Regions from separate parts of the Mus musculus genome. Here region 2 is linked to region 1. The links are chromatin contacts, called in public Hi-C maps. All regions are on one chromosome and are shown on one strand. The core of a region is the stretch at or near the end of the contact, and the rest is flanking DNA. Distances in the headings are between cores, read along the strand shown.

Evidence for each region. Hi-C and Micro-C count contacts between places; a contact is called where the count stands out from the background.
Region 2: a contact with region 1 is called in a Hi-C map of CD8 T cells, with 1.8 times the contacts expected there. The contact joins two enhancer-like sites. A contact is called at or near these places in 10 of 39 promoter capture datasets (the C10 cell line, the HPC-7 cell line, embryonic stem cells and 4 more), 2 of 15 datasets of contacts at CTCF or cohesin (the NIH/3T3 cell line and large pre-B cells), 49 of 484 Hi-C or Micro-C datasets (B cells, the C10 cell line, CD4 T cells and 27 more), 22 of 115 datasets of contacts at active chromatin or transcription factors (the 230-238 cell line, CD8 T cells, the SCID.adh cell line and 15 more) and 3 of 9 other capture datasets (adipose tissue, liver and pancreatic islet).

Annotation. Positions count from the first base shown.
Region 1 is chr14:27,232,475-27,236,317 of GRCm38.p6, reverse strand. It overlaps a transcript of Arhgef3 not described here. Among named protein-coding and RNA genes, the nearest start is that of Gm34848, 31 kb to the left of the region's middle. Within about 2 kb of position 1,822, at least 17 of the 459 cell types and tissues checked have an H3K27ac peak or open chromatin away from gene starts, as enhancers often do. A contact at or near this core is called in CD8 T cells, the MNK3 cell line, the SCID.adh cell line and 6 more, where this site is marked.
Region 2 is chr14:27,403,857-27,407,699 of GRCm38.p6, reverse strand. It overlaps Gm52095 (a long non-coding RNA gene), which reads left to right. Exons shown (of 4, transcript XR_003951011.1): 4 at 1,538-1,818. It overlaps Arhgef3 (Rho guanine nucleotide exchange factor (GEF) 3), which reads right to left. Exons shown (of 10, transcript NM_001289687.1): 10 at 3,789-3,843. Among named protein-coding and RNA genes, the nearest start is that of Gm34702, 5.5 kb to the right of the region's middle. Within about 2 kb of position 2,074, at least 103 of the 459 cell types and tissues checked have an H3K27ac peak or open chromatin away from gene starts, as enhancers often do. A contact at or near this core is called in CD8 T cells, the MNK3 cell line, the SCID.adh cell line and 6 more, where this site is marked.

The DNA of each region.
Region 1 (3,843 bases), core at 573-3,072:
GGTTTGGCTCATTTCTGTGGAGGGATGAACCACTCACAGCAACTAACCTAGGCTGACTCAATCAATTTTCCAGCTACTGAGAGTGGAGAAGAGGAAGGGGACCAAAAGCAGCGGCTACAGCATTTCTAGGAACAGGTGAACCTGACTACGCCCTAAAGCAGGTAGCGGTCGAAAAGGAAGGAAGTAGGGAGAGAAGGAAGCCTAAAGATGCCCTGGCAGGGACAGGGGCACAGAAAGGCCAGTGCACAGCCATTTCCTCTGCAGCTGTTACCGCTCTGACAGGAGTAAGAACTCCAGGAACAAAAGGGTCTGTGAAGACAGAGAGGAAAATGGCGAGGAGAAGCCACTGCCCTGTGACATTCATTTTGAGCTGCAGCACATGAGTTCATAAAGAAACTAGAGTTTTTGCTCTGGGGGCTACAGGGATTCTGGTATGTTTTTCAATTTTTACAAGTAGTATATCATTGCAACACAGCCAAGCAGAAGGTAAAAAAGCAAAATTCATCTTTCCAAGGGCTCTGCCACAACCCCCTTTGGCAGAGGTAGTGGGGTTAAAGTCAGAGGGAGACTTGGACTCAACACTAGTGCCTTTGGGATAGGGGAGGGGAGAATACCGAAGACAAAGGCCAGTGGGCTCCGCCTGCTGAAGAGGTTTCTCCACTCAGTTTCTGCTCTGGGGAACCCAAGAGGCTGCCAGCTCAAGCTGATCAGATATTCTAGGTTACTTTTTTAAAGCCTAAAATTCCAGATCTTTTATTCAAGAGAGAGAAAGAGAGATCCCAAGGGCCATCTGTATGGAACGTTCAAAGGGCAACACTTCTGGAATTTTCCTGGTACTGAGACACCCCTGAGCTTCTGGGTGTATCAAGGTCTTTGCCTCCGCCCCTTTCTTTTCTAAAAACAGGACAACGACATTGGTGAACTGCAAGAGCACAGGCCTTTTCCTTGACAACCAGGGAGGGCATCTTCCCACGCCATGATGCATCTTCAGCGTCTTGCTGGAGAGCACTTCTGTACCACTCCATCAGCCCACAACATTGGGCGCTATGCAAACATGAAAGACGAGCTTGGAATGTTCCTTTACCGTTGTCCATTCTCACCACCGCCAGTGCTGGACACTTGGCTCATGGTAACAGTGTCCTTGTGGAGGATGTTAATGCATTCTGAACCATGATTACTGCGACATTACACTGTGACTGCCGATTGTTGATATGTGAACATGAGCCCTGACCATGTATTTCTTTGTTTATATGATCCTCACAACTCTGTTAAGACGGTCTTAATTTTATTATGATATTCTACTCTGAAGTTTTTTAAACAACAACAACAAAAGAATCTAAAACTCAGAAAGGTAATGTGAGCTTTCCATTAGCACAGGGCCTAGGTGGTACAGATCAGTCAGGTTTAGAACACCTACAGCACACACATACACACACACACACACACACACATACTCAAACATATATACACTCACACACACCACACACATATATACACACATACACACACACTTCCTGCCCCTTTACCCCTTACCATCCAAGAGCCATCTAGAAAACTACTTCTTTAATATTCAGAAATCTGACTCCTTGAACCAAAAACACTGGAAAGACAAGGAATGTCGACAACAGAACCTTTCACTGCCTCCTGGGGAAAGACATCCTCCTTTCAAAGCCCCACTTTACAGTGGTTCAAGATAAATCCTAACAGATTAGAGAGAAATTTAGAAAATAAAACCAGGAAGCTGTGGAGGCCCAGGCTCCTGTGGTTTGCTATTTTCCTTCACCTTGAGGTGGTGATTCATTTGTTTCAACATGGGAAACTACCACGAGGCACTTTCTGTGTAGACACTGGTGGCTGTGTTCCCACGCCTGTTCAATAACTAGACTTCTAGCTGAGACCCTACCACCACACTTCTTGGTATCGTGGGGACAAAGGCTGCTTCTCTTGTGTGGCTCATCTATGCAGCTGCCAGCATCTCCTGATGAGAGGCTCCATCCAGGCAGCCTCCTCCAAAGGTATCACAAGCAATAGATTTACTGGGGCTGTGAGAACTTCATTTGCATAAGATATTGGTCACGTTTCAGTAAAATTCTATCTTTACTAGAAATGAAAAAATGGGCTGGTGAGATGGCTTAGTGGGTAAAACCACTTGTGGCCAAAACCTGATGACCCAAATTTGATCCCCAGAACCCATGTGAAAAATGTGTGTGGTGACTGAGATCTTAAATCCTAGCACTCTTACTGAGAGACCGGAGGTAGAAACAGGAGAATTGCCCAGAAATTTGAGGGTCAACCAGCCTGGAGTACACAGAACACTAGAGACAATGAAAGAGGCTCTGCCTCACCAAAATGAAAGCTGAGAACAGATTTCTGAAAGTGTCCTCTGACTTTCACATACATATGCCTACACACACACACACACACACACACACACAGAGAGAGAGAGAGAGAGAGATGATAATAAATAAACAAAAAAGGTAGCAAATACTATATGTGGTGACACATGTCTGTTACAGCAGCACTCTGGGGCGGAGGTATCTTACATTTTAGGACAGCATGGTCTCCTGAACGAGACTCTGATGGAGTGGAGGAGCAGGAAGAGGGTGAGGGGGAAGAAGGAAGAGAGGTGACAAGAAAAGAAACTTAGCAAATTATAGTGTTTCTTCCATTTGAAATTCATTGCATTCTGTAATCTCTTCCTTTGTGTATGAGACACTAAAGACACCACAGAATCTAAAGCATCAGAAGACAGCCTTGGGATGTCCCTGTGCACCTGAAGTTACACAGAAGTTCCCACAATTCTGCCTGATGAGTTACAGAAGGGGACATAAAGTGATCAGTGCAGAAATGGGATGCTAGTAATGACCGAAATGTAAAATGATTACCATTGATTTAACCAACACCTAACATTGGAAAAGTAACAGGCCTTAGATTTCTGAGATGGTTGCCAAATTCGGGTACAAGAAGAGGAAACCAAGTTTTTATGCCATGGTTGGAGGGAGGAACCACAAGTGTCTGTGATGGGGTCATCCTGGCAGAGGGGCATCACCACATCGAGCCAGTGAGAATTAAGGACGTCGGAGGATGCCGAGCCTGGGTGTTTACTTGTGGTCAGCTCCTTTCACTGAATGTCTCTCGATCTACTTTTTACTGCTGCAAACACAACTTGGGCAGCTATACCCCTTGATTTACTATGAGTTATGGGGGAGGGGAGGGCAGGCCTCTAGATGCCACCCAAAAACTGGATATAGGTGACTTAACTGTAGAGATTCAGACCAAGCCCTGCTCAGTGCCCCAGCCCAACAAGATTACAAAATAAATGGAAAGCACGTGGGAACAGACCTGGCTGCCCAAGGTCAAGAACAAATAAATAAGAAACTCTTCATCTACAGTTTCAACCCAAGAACTAAAAATAAATGGTGCCTTGACACGGGATCCTTACAGATGGCTAACCTGCCTAGTCTTCTGGGCTTATCTTGCCAGTTTTGCTCTGAGCTATTATTTGTATGCTGTACTTTTTCTCTCTCTAAACAAATCGGAACCTTTATAACCAAATTCCTCGCATTATTTGGCAATTGATACTGTTGTGGCTTGAGTCTGAAATATCCCCCAGAGGCTCATGGTTTGGGCACGGATCTATTTTAGGAGGTTGCGGAACCTAGACCAAGGAAGGAGACCACTAGCGGAGGGGTGGGGCTTCAGGGCTATCTCAGCCAATCCTCCCCTTCCCCAAGTTTCTCTGCTTCCGGGTCCACCAGGCTAGGAACAGCCTCTATCACGTGCTCCCACGGCCACAGCCTGGGTGATTCTTCTGTACCATCATTACCACGAGGGACTGGAACC
Region 2 (3,843 bases), core at 825-3,324, 170 kb before region 1:
TCCTGTCTTGAAAAACCAAAATAAATAAATAAATAAATAAATAAATAAATAAATAAAATAAAAATAGAAGTTGAGGATGTAGCTCAGTGATGTGAGTACTCACCTACTGTTTGATCCCAGTGTTAATACATGCAGAAAAACCCAATTTAAAAGTGCATATATGAAGGCTAGGTGTGCTGCTCACTATAGTGCTGTAATGTAGTCAGAGCCAGGAGAGTTGCTCCAAGCTCAAGATCAGTCTATTCTCTACAGCAAGTTCGAGATGAGTGTGGAAAACACAGTGAGACCCTTTCTCCAAAGGAAATACACACACACACACACACACACACACTCCCTAGCGCAACCCGATGAACAACAACAACAACAACAAAATTCCTGATTCTCTTTATTGAGAAGGCTCCTAAAAGTATGTACACATATATCAAAACTAAAGAGGCTCCCGCCCAAGGGTTCACCTTTGCTTTTTCTTTTAGCATGTACTAAGCAATGGGTTCCTCTGTGGCAAGAATTTTGTGTGTATGCCAATGTGCTGGCCCATGAGAAGTCCAGAGGGTGACATCAGGTTGGCTGCCTTCCTCTGCTGTTCGCCACCTGAACTTTCAAAGCAGGACCTCTCATTTGGTCTAAACTTCCACATGTCGGCTAGACTGGCTGGCAAGTGAGCCCTTGGGGTCCGCTCATTTGCAAACCCCCTCCCCAGGTGCTGAGGTACAGACACATGCTCTCACATGCTCACCTCCCGAGTGCTAGGATTTTCCATGGATGCTGCGGATCTGAACTCAAGTCCTGATGCTTGTACGGCAAGCCCTTTAAGACCGAGCCAACTCTCCCTGTCCCTCATTGTGACATTTCTTCAAATACAGGTGTATGTGTATACGTGTGTGTGTGTGTGTGTGTGTGTGTGCAAGTGGAGGCCAGAGAACAACCCTGGGTGTCATCCCCGGGCACACTCTCCACCTTCCCTGACACAGTCTCTGATTAACCAATTAGGTGGGCTCCAAGGATCCCCCTATCTCCTCCATCTTCCCAGTCTGGAACTACAAGATCATGCCATGTCACCTTGCAAGTGTAGTGTATTCTGAGGATCACATTAAGTCTCCATGCTTGCAAGACAGGTACTTTACCAATGGAATATCTTCCCTGCTCCCTTGTATTCATACATGAATATAATGTACTTTGGTCATATTCATACTGTTACCCTTTTGGGTCCCCTTCCCCATCACATTCTGTATCTCAAATATTCCCCCCACCATGTATGTATGTTATGACAGGGTCTCATGCAACAACTTTACAATGTAGAATCACATGGGAAAAGGGAACCTTAATTGAAGAACAGCTTTGATCAGATTGACCTGTGGCCATGTTTATGGTAAATTGTGTTCACTGATAATTAGTGGGGGGCAGGGAGACCCAAGCCCACTATGGGTGGCACCATTCCCTTTGGCAGGGAGATACATTAAAAAGAAAAAGAAAAAGCTGGCTGAGCATAAATCAGTGAGTGGACCAGTAAAGATCATTCTTCCATGGTTTGTTTCAGTTCCTGCCTTGACTTTCCTTGATGGGACTGTAACCTGAAACTGTAAGTAGAAATAAACCCTTTCCTCTCCAAGTTGCTTTCGGTCATGGTATTTATCACAGCAACAAAGGAAACTAGGCTACCCCTTGATAAACCGCTCTGTCTAGGTAGGCCTGTTGCTGACTGGGAGAACCACCAACATTCCTGAAGAAAAAAGGTGTGATGTAAGGAGCAGTGACATTGTTAAAACTGTCTGCCTACACAGACTTGAGGGGTAGTGACCTCTTCTCAAGGTGGCCTTGCTCATGTGGGGCTTCTGATCCTGATGACGTTAAGATCCCTATAGACAGCTCTGGGTTTGGGGAACTGTCTTCCAATTCTGCATGTCCATTCTCTAGAACCAGGTGGTGCTCTAGATTTGGGGAAGTAAAAAAAAAAAAAAAAATGGGTGCATAGAGAACATAAAGTTGAACAGGCTGCTCACCGAGATGGGCTGTAGCATCCTGTAACAACCACGAAGTTTGCATTCTTAGCAGCTGGAGACTTCTGGCAATGGAAACTAAAGCAGTCAGTGGCAGTGACCACAAGCCAGAAACTGAAACCACACTCTAATTCTGCACAAGATTGCCAGCCCCGGCTGTTTTCATTGTGTCTTGACTACAAGGATTACATCTAGTTGCATGTACTATAACAGCCTCAGAGCAGACTGAAGCCCATGTAGCCTGCCGCCACTTGTACTAACTCTCAAAATGTCAGCACCAACAACTAACCTTCTAGCAAAGATACAGCGCCTAGAGTCAACAAGCCAATGCCACTCTAGAAACAAAATGTGGAGACTGTCCAAAATGTCTCTGAAGCATGGGCAAAGGGAGACCAGAGAACAAAGCAGACGGGTTTTCTTTTTCTTTCACTTTCTCCCTTCCTTTCTTCCTTCCTCCCCTTCCTCACTCCCTTCCTTCCTTCTTTCTTTTTTTCTTTTTTTGTTTGTTTTTCGAGACAGGGTTTCTCTGTGTAGCCCTGGCTGTCCTGGAACTCGATCTGTAGACCAGGCTGGCCTCGAACTCAGAAATCCACCTGCCTCTGCCTCCCGAGTGCTGGGATTAAAAGCGTGCGTCACCACGCCCGGCTCCTTCCTTCCTTTCTTTTTCATTTTGTGTGTGTGTGTGATATTTAACTATGTAGCTGACTGACCTGGTACTATCTAGCCCAGGCTAGCCATCAAATTAAAACAATTCTCTTGCTTCAACCTCTACGGTGCTGGGATTGCAGACAGAAAACTTGATATTTTTTCCCTTGAGAAAAACAAAACTGGACTTACCATCTATGTGAACGCTGTGCCAAATCTAGGAGTGGACAGTGTGTTAAAGGATATGGCAGACACATAAAGACAAAACTCGTCATTAACCTTACCGGACTAACATGCTGTTGGAAATGCTTGCTAAGATCTTTAACCTGTCCCGTCTTTCTATAGACAAAACAAGAGCCCTACTCTGTCAGAGAAATAAAACCATTTCAGTGAACAAGCAGACTAAAATTCCAGCGTAACTTAAAAATGAAACTTCCCTTCGCCCTTCCTTTTCCTTGTTGTTTCAAGATATGATCACACTATGCAGTCCCAGCTGGCCTGGAACTTGCTATACAGAGTAAGCTGACCTTGAACTTCAGGAGATCCTCCTGTCTCTGCGTCTTAAGGGCTGGAGTTACAGGTGTGCACCACTACCCCTGTTAGCTTCAAGTTCACCGTCAGTCACTTGTGTCCGCAGTGAGATGCAATGCTTCTTTTCTGTCACAGCTCTGACTAAGCTTTGTATAGGGCATAGATAAAGGTGAGTGAAGGGGCGAGGGGTGGCAAGATGGCTAAAATGGGGAGAGGTGCTTGCTGCTAATGCCAAGCCGGATGACCTGAGTTCCGTCCTCAAAACTCATACAGTGAAAGGAGAGAACTAAATACTCAGGTTGTCTTCAGACCTCCACTCAAGTGTGGCAGTACCTGTGTACTTACGTGCATGCCTCACACACACATACACTAAGTACACACAAGTGAATAAATGGTGTACACTAAGTATACATGGTAAAAGAAATCAGAGCAGAATGCTTGAGAAAACAGAAATGTATGTTCTGTAACAGCTTTGCTCCATCAGTCGCACTATTTATTTCCGCAAGTAGTATTTGGAAACCACATGTAAAATTTCAGAAAGAAACTCTTGCCTTTCCAGAGGACAACCTGAGACTTGATGATGGCTGAGCACACACTGTACACAGGAGGAAAAGGTGTTTTTAATGCAATTTATTTGAAATGCTTCCAGAAAAGTTTAAGGCCATTATAC